2 separate regions of the Triticum aestivum genome follow, and region 2 is linked to region 1. The links are chromatin contacts, called in public Hi-C maps. All regions are on one chromosome and are shown on one strand. The core of a region is the stretch at or near the end of the contact, and the rest is flanking DNA. Distances in the headings are between cores, read along the strand shown. Region 1 holds the start of LOC123161217. Region 2 holds the start of LOC123159093 (leucine-rich repeat protein 2).

What was found. A called contact is a pair of places that touch in the nucleus more often than the background predicts.
Region 2: a contact with region 1 is called in a Hi-C map of leaf, with 2.9 times the contacts expected there. The contact joins the promoter of LOC123159093 here to the promoter of LOC123161217 in region 1. A contact is called at or near these places in 2 of 5 Hi-C or Micro-C datasets (both in leaf).

Annotation. Positions count from the first base shown.
Region 1 is chr7B:582,003,121-582,007,479 of IWGSC CS RefSeq v2.1, reverse strand. LOC123161217 reads left to right here and starts at 1,819. Exons shown (of 3, transcript XR_006480604.1): 1 at 1,819-2,364; 2 at 2,492-2,894; 3 at 2,929-3,394.
Region 2 is chr7B:582,194,554-582,198,912 of IWGSC CS RefSeq v2.1, reverse strand. It overlaps LOC123159093 (leucine-rich repeat protein 2), which reads left to right and starts at 2,385. Exons shown (of 6, transcript XM_044576897.1): 1 at 2,385-2,734; 2 at 3,115-3,186; 3 at 3,278-3,421; 4 at 3,699-3,770; 5 at 3,861-3,932; 6 at 4,225-4,359. The coding sequence starts at 2,508. The coding sequence ends at 4,294.

The DNA.
Region 1 (4,359 bases), core at 570-3,069:
TGAACACGAAAAACAAATCTATGCTACCTAAAGCACAATGATCCGGCGTTAGGCCCAAACACAAACATAACAAAGAATGGCCAACATGGATCCGCTACGGTGAGTGGCATTGGGATTACGTTTATAACGACACATAGTCTTTTTGATTGCCACCACATGTAAACAAACAAAGCATCATCCAACATACTATTAGTGCACTGAAATGTACTATTAAATATCAATGTGAATCTTCCACACCCAATGCCGATGAACATTGTTGGCAAGAAGTTACCTTGAAAAGATGGCGAGAAAGGGAGGGAAAGTGGCAACAAAGAAGAGACGAGAGGGAGATACCATGTTTGTGTACGGGGTACATAGAGGAGCGTGGATGATGCTAAGGCTTTGATTAGGCAAAACAAAAGCCGCACCATATATGGGGCATGGGTACGCGAAAGTGTAAGGTAAAACATGTTGCCCCGCGGGTGGGTGCATGTAACCTCCCATGTGTGCGCAGCTGTCACCCACGCTGCTTCCGACACGTCTTCCCCTCAACGCATCCATGCCCCCCTCTAGTACAATTTGCTAAAAAATACATGTGATTATGATAGGTACAAAAATACCAGAACAATTTCAACTCTTAAACTATGAATTGGTTGTAAATTTAGTATATGCCGGCTGGACGAAACTCTGAACTGATTATGACACTTTATTGAAAATTAAACGGAAAGTAAGTATTAGGAACGTCCTTTGAGTTGGAGGGCCGCTGCTCATCATAGGGAGTCTATGTGGGCTGAGCAGAAAGCCACTAAATGAACACAAAAAATAAATCTATGCAGCTAAAACATAAACATTTGATGCTAGACCTAAATATAAATATAACAAGAGTGGCCAACACGGACTCGCCATGGTGAGTGGCATTGAGACTGCCTTTATAATGACCCATCGGTTTTTGGACTCCTTCGCATGTAAACCAAAAAAAATAAACACCCAACATCCTTTTTTACTTCACTAAATGTGGTATTAATTATTGGTAGGAACCTTCCCTACTCAATGCCAATTTATATTGTTGGCAAGAGATCACCTGGAAACATGATGGAAGTGCGGAGGGACGTGGCAAGGAGAAGAGGTGAAGAGTGAGATGCCATGTTGCACATGGGATACCCATAGAAGCATGGTTGCCGATAAGGCATTGATTTGGGCAAAACAAAAATCGCGCCATATATGGGGCATGGACATGCAAAAGGCTAAGCTAAAGCAAAAAATTGAATACGACATTTTAGGTGGCCATATTAAGTGAACCTCTTATGTCCCGCTCTATTCATAGCATGCATCCGAGACACCAAATTTCACAAGTCTGTGGTGACATGAATGTGTTGTATATGTAGGTTGTATGTGTGTCTTGATTGTGATCACTTTACTATCTCGTGACAAAGAAACATTGTAAACTATCATACGCCATTGTGTCACGAACCTAGTGAAGGTCTTCCCATGATCCGCACGACACTCATTGTTGTAGCTTGAGGCGATTCAAAATATATAGCATTGGCAAGAAATTACCCGGGAAACTTCACGGAAATGAGACGGAAAGTGCTAGAAGAGGAAGCCATGGTTGCCGATAAGCTTTGAATAGGCAAAACAAAAGGCGCGCCATATACGGGGCATGGGCACGCAAAAGGCTAAGCCAAAACGTGTTGGCGTGCATGCAGCCTCCGCTGTCCGGCGCGCCCGTCACCCTCGCCCCTTCCGACACGTCCCCCCCTCCACGCGTCCCTGTCCACCCGTCTCCCTCCCCGGCCCCGGAGCCGGCCTATATACTCCCCCGCGCCGCTCCCATCCTCTCCTTCTGTCCTCCGAACCATCGCGACGAGAGCAATAATAGCAGCTCCAATGGTGGCCGAGGCCATGGGCGTCTGAGCCGCGCGCCGAGGCCTGCGGGCGCCATTGATGAGAGCAGCTGCAGCACCCTTCACGGCCGGACGCGATGTCCGTTGTGGCTACCGCGGCGGCGGCCGTGGGGCCCGCGCCCGTGGCTCCGTCCGGGATGTGCGGCGGTGGTGCCGGCGGTGGCGGGGCGAGGAAGAGGAAGGACGTCGTGCACTACCAGGAGGAGGAGGAGGAGGTGGTGGCGGCGGTGCAAGGGGGGCGGCTTGGCGGTGAGGGCCACGGGCTGTTCGTGCTGGAGACGGTGGAGGAAGAGGAGGAAAGGGAGGCCGAGGCTGCCGCCGAGGCGGAAAACGAGCGGTCCTCCATTGGCCCCGTCTCCGAGGGGGACGAGGAGGAAGGGGAGGAGGTGGAGAGCGCCAGGGAGACGCCGTGGCAGAGGAGGACCAAGAAGACCGGCGGGCTCGCGAGCCTGGACGCCCTCGACGACGCCCTCCCCATCAAGTAATTAACCAGCTTTACCTCCCTTCCCTTAATCATCCCCATTAACAACCCTACCAATTCTTTCTTGCAAGAACGGCGAATTCTCGGTTCGGTCGGTGGGTTAATTTGCGAGTTCTTGATTTGGCAGGCGGGGGCTGTCGAGCTTCTTCTCCGGCAAGTCGCGGTCGTTCGCGAACCTGCAGGACGTGGCCGGGGCCGGCACCACCAGCAGCAAGGACGTGCTGGCCAAGCCGGAGAACCCCTTCAACAAGCGCCGCCGGATCCTGCGGTGCTGCTCCATCCGGCGGGTCTCCTCCACCTCGCTCACCGCGCTGCCGCCCTTCCTGCCGCCCGAGCCGTCCTTCAACATCGGCAACGACGGCGTCATCAACGGCGGCGGTGGCGGCTCCGGCGGCAGTGGCTGATCATCAACTGATCCAGGGACGCCGTACGTGCACCGATCAAATTGATCCAAAAGAGAAAAGACATGCATATGCATGCAAGTTGCAAGGGAATTAGTAATGGAAACAAACTACTAGGGAGGAGACAAGATGGATGGATGGATGGATGGATCCTACTTTGTAGTACTCCGGGATCTCACTCATCTCAGCTCACATCACCAATGGCCGCATAGAGCTTAGGTTTTTCTTAATTCTTTTACTAGCTGCTAGTAGTTGCATTGACATGCAAAGAGAGGGAGAGGGAGCACCGAACATGGTGCATGTGATATCCATCCTAGCCTACAAGTTATGCCAGTGTTCTATCTCATTGGAGAGAAGAAGCCCGATTAACCTTTTCAATGCTAGTATAGCGCCAAGGTATGCATGCAGATCAAGCAAGTAAGAGCCCCGATTGATCATCGACATGTGTGTTCTAAGTCGATCTCTAGGATGTTTCTTAGCAGTGCATTGCACATATGTAATATAATACAAACTAATAATTGAGAGTACTAACAGTTGCCGAGCACCATATATACTTGACCATATCTGTGTACTATGGTTGGTGAAGTGGTGCTATTGTACATAATTTGTGTTCTGAAAAATACTATATCGGCAAAAGGGTTCATCGTGATCCATATTTTTTATCTCTTGTAGGGCCTCTTTGATTTGTAGGATTTAAACCGTACATGAATAGAAAAAAAAATGTAGGGCCGAAATATCACGCCCATTCGAAGTCTATATGATTTGGCTTCTTGTTTGATTGTGTCATAGAAAAGAACGGATTGTTTTCAACTGGTTTGGGTGATCAGAGAAACCAGTATGAAAATCTTATGGAGAATTCATCCTATGAAGAATCAAGCAATTGAAATATACTCCGAAAATTTTGTGGAGTACTATATCGTTGGGCCGTGCACTTCGGTTCGGTTGGTTTGTTCTTTATGTACGAAGCGGGGCGAGAGCAGAAATTCTAAAGGTCTCAGTGCTCCGAAAATTCTCTGAAAATCCTTGAATCAGAGATACCGTATGTGCTCGACCAGGGGACGTCAAGTGGTGGTCACTTCAGGCCTTCACCATCCAAGCACAGACGGTGAGATGCTCCCACATTAGCGTATGTTAAAAGATCAAGGGGACAAGGCCAAATTAATACTTAGTAGCGACGTGACGTGCAGAGAGATAGGGTAGGGCGACAAGGATGTCAAAAGTGGTATGGAAGGGATAAGCTTTGGGGGCGGAGGATAAGCGATAACGATTAACGAGAGAGGAAACGGGTGTCACGTCGCGCGTGAAGAGAGGAGAGGATGATGGGCCATGCGTCATGCGGGGTGTACGTTTGTGCTGGAGGCCTTATCCGTTCCCTGGCTGGTCCGGCCGCTTTCGCGGATTAATTAACAAGTAATCAGTCTACTGCTGTACTGTGTTTGAGAGGGGAGCGTGTTCAACAGTTGGTAGGGTGCCATGGTCCTTGCCTTTGCTTCTTCTTTTTTGCCTGGTTTCCTACACGATGCCGGCCGGTAGTACATCTCTGGCGTGCGGGAATGGTTTCGGGGATTGATTGTGCGTCCACGCCGTCACGTCA
Region 2 (4,359 bases), core at 1,136-3,635, 190 kb before region 1:
GAAGCGCTACTACTAAGTGGGGCCCATTAGCAGTGGCGGCACAGTAAAATACAACACTACTACTAAACTATTAGTAGTGGCGCTGGATTCTGTACAACGCTGGTACTAGCTATCGTCGGTGGCCTCGTCTGTTCCCACATAGTAGTAGCGTGTTTTTATTTTCCAGCGCTACTGCTATAGACAGAGTAATAGCGCTTCCCTGGATCAGCGCTACTGCTAACTAGCAGCAGCGGTGACTATTTTCCAGCGCTACTATTAAGCTCCTGTGTATAAGGCGTAAACACCTGAACCTCGGCACTGCCACCATGACCACAAGAACCAGGCTCATCCACCTGCCCCTCAGCCCCAACATCCCCACCATGGGGCACATTAGGAAAACCATCGAACAATGATCGGCTGACGACCATCACAACCCAGTTTTTTCTTCTGAAAGTTCCAGCGACTACCAGCATTTCATTGATTAAGAAGGTAGTAGAAAATTTACATTGCCGCACGGCAAGGATAAATAAAATTAAGAGAATGTAAAAAAGAAGGGACAGGAGGTCTATCTACAGATCCCCTAACGATCCAAGCAAGCACTTGGCACCTGCTAGTCTCCAGTTATGTAATGCAAGCCTAATGGCATGCACCACGTCGTCAACTGAAGCCCAACGTTCGTGCCGTTTCTTTCTTTCCATAGCTACCATGCCAAAAACCATACCTGTGTGCAAGAACCACGCAACATCACCAAAGAGCCAACGATGAAAGAAAAGAAAGGCACCAATCCGGATGGAGAGCGGTAGCCGAAACAGGAAGAAGACCAGGACGGCCAGCCCGTACAGCGGCGACTGAAGCGCCCCCCACCCACAGCAGGAAGACGCCCATAGAAATCTCAGTCATCAATCACCTCACCCAGTCCCATACCAAATCAAAAATCCCCTTTGACTGGGGTCGCGATGGGCGGCGCAAGGCACATACACGCTGCGGAGAAGGCGAGAAGAACACAACATGGAGCTAACGGCTGTGGGAGGAGCAGTGGGAAGAACCGGATGCAGCACGGGTGCTCAATCCTAGGGTTTGTCGGGGTGTCAGCTTGGTTTTTTTGTTGGGAAGAGATAGGCCCGAGGGTTGCTGGACTCGGATCTAGATGGGGGCTGCGGCGGTGGAGGAGATGGCCGGTGGCGGCCACAGATGGGTGAGAAGTTGGGCGGCGAGTCGGGAACAAGATATTGGAGGAAGAGATAGAGAGAGGGAGGATGTGTGGGGGTAGCGATAGCACGACGCAAACCGACCTGACAACTTTTTTTGATGGTTAAAAAAAACCGACCTGACAACTGGGACCTACGGGACAGGGGGACAATCGCCTGCTCGCCAGCCACGATTCACCAGGAGGGTGGATTTCCTGGGAGCTTAGTCACTAGTTAGATTGTACGTGTTCTCCATAGTGGCGTTATTTTCTATCATGAGCCTAAATTTTGATCAGTTATGTTCCATTATGTACTAATATTATATTCACTTTTGATTTCCTATATTGTAAATAAGAGTCTTGAGATCCCTTAAGTCTTCAGGTATTTGTGCTTAGTGAAACGAGGGGTAGATACATTTGTCTTTCTTCATCCACCAAAGAAAAGTTGATATTTACTTTTTGAACTTGATATCGAGGTTTTAGGGAAAACTAACTAGTGGGATTGAGATTGCCGTCAAAAGATTGACATCATCATCTATTCAAGGTTCAGCAGAATTCACTACTGAGATTGAAATAACTGCAAATCTTTAAAACTGCAATGTAATTAGGATACTTTGGTTTTGCATTCAGAGGGAAAAGGGATTTATGGGGTTTCAAATTCAACAAGAAAGAGATGATTCTTGTGTACGAATGCATGCCAACCAAGAGCTTGGTCGGTGACCCTACTTTTTCAGGGTAAGAAGGGGCAGAGAAAATGCCTCGAGCTGAGGTCTATTTTCTCTACAACTATGTTCACTGAGACTTCAATTCTAAATTGTTCTATCGAGATTTTAAAGATTTTTTACGATTCAGGTGTCAATTCAATTTTAATCTTGCGGTGGTTATATGGATCCTTGAGTATATCGTGTCTAGTAGGAAATTCTCAGCGAGGTCTGATGTGTATGGCTTCGACATCATGGTTCCTAAGATCATGAATTTGCTTTTGCCTGCATTATATCTTTGAGTTCCATGTACAAGCTTTTTGATCGGTTCGTTCCATCTTTCCTTTTTCATTTTCTACCTCCTGTCCTTGTCACTTTTCATTACTGACGCAACTTCCACCCCAGTGAGCCTTTGCAGATAAAATGATTCCACCGCGTGCTCGGTCCAAAGTTTGACCGTGGACTTGGTACCCATCCTTCGCCGTATTGACCACACCACTCGGTCACGCAGCGCCTTTCCCATTTCCACAACCACCCGTCCTCCTCCTCCCACGCTACAGCAGAGCAGAGCAGAGCAGCAGCAGCAGCTCCGTCGATCTCCTCCGCCCTCCTCCCCCCGCGCCCGGCCTCTCCTCGCCGCCATGGCGCCCCGCGTGCCCTCCTCCCTCCTCCTCGTCGGCGCCGCCCTGCTCCTGGGCCTGGCGGCCGGCGCGGCGCGGGCGTCCAACGAGGAGGGGGACGCGCTGTACGCGCTGCGGATGCGGCTGTCGGACCCCAACGGCGTGCTCCAGAGCTGGGATCCCACCCTCGTCAACCCCTGCACCTGGTTCCACGTCACCTGCGACAGCGCCAGCCGCGTCGTCCGCCTGTAAGCTACAGTCCTTCCCCTCTCGCTCAATCAAGCTTTTATCTTCAAGGGTTTCCCAGCGCTTGCTCAGATTAGCCCAGAAACAAAGCTCGATTTAAACTACTACTAGGTCAAGCTGCTTGCGTGCCGGCAAAGGATATCCATGGTCTTTCATCTTTGGTCTTGCACTTGCTTCTTGTTTAAGGGATTGATAGCTTAAGCAATACTAGTTGAATAATCATACTAACTGTTCATTCAAAAGGGCCGATTTGTATATAAAAAAGAACAACTTGCAAGCATAATCAGTAGTTGTGGCGTCTGTCTGTCATAGTTCAACAATATTGCATCCTGTTGGTTGGATAACCGTGTTGTCTGACACTCTTTATGGCAAACTTCTGCAGGGATTTAGGCAACTCCAACGTCTCCGGCTCCATCGGCCCCGAGCTCAGCCGCCTTGTGAATCTTCAGTACCTGTATGTGCCCCTACGATGATGAATTCCACCGTTTCTGTTATTCGAACGGAACAAAATGGTTTGATTTTCTCAATTGGAACTTGATTTGCAGGGAGCTGTACAGGAACAACCTCAACGGCGAGATCCCAAAAGAGTTGGGCAAGCTGAAGAATTTGATCAGCTTGGATCTGTATGCCAATAAGCTCACCGGAAGAATCCCCAAGTCCCTTTCCAAGCTCAGCTCACTGAGATTCATGTATGTATTATCCTCTGATTGAAGTTAATTCCTCCACAGTACAAATGCCCCCTCTAAAAAAACTACTCCTAATTCATGGCATCTTTCTTTAGTCCAAGTGGTGTACCCAAAATGGCTGGGAAGTTGTGCCCATAATTCTGAATAAACTGAAATGCAATTTAAAATTTTGCTTTTGGCATAGTTAAGCATTAAATGTATGAAAAGGATCTAAGTTTGTCTCTCCTAATTCATATATGAACATTTTTCCCTAAGTGAGTACTAAAGCAATTTCTTATAGGCGTTTGAACAACAACAAACTTGCTGGATCAATTCCACGGGAGCTGGCCAAACTCTCCAACCTGAAAGTCATGTGAGTGTGCATCTTAACATATGTATACCGGATTTAGTTGTGCTGTTGATTCTCTATGGTTGCTGACTTTTAAGCCATTGTGACATGCAGTGATTTGTCTAACAATGACTTATGTGGGACGATCCCCGTCGATGGTCCATTCTCAAGCTTCCCTCTTCGAAGGTATATCTCAAAGGCCACTAGCATGTTTTGTAGAACCAATGTGCATCTGGAGTCCTAAAAAGCTCAGACATTTGTACTGTAATTCTTAAGGGCGATGGTCTAGTTTTTCATGATTGCATAAGCTAGAAATGTTATGATGATGGTGTTTGAAATCATGTCTCATGAGTTTTTTTTCCGGACTGCTGAGTCATTCATAACTCATAAGTTGATAGCTCTCATATCAAATATGGCATCTTCTCTGTGAGTGGGTTCATGCGATGAATGCTAATAAGACATAACTGTTATTTTTCAGCTTCGAGAACAACAGCAGGCTGAACGGCCCGGAGCTGCAAGGATTGGTTTCCTATGACTTCGGATGCTAGGAAGCACCGATGCACACGACAATGCACGTGGAAGGAAGGCAAAAAAATATAGTAGTACAACAAAT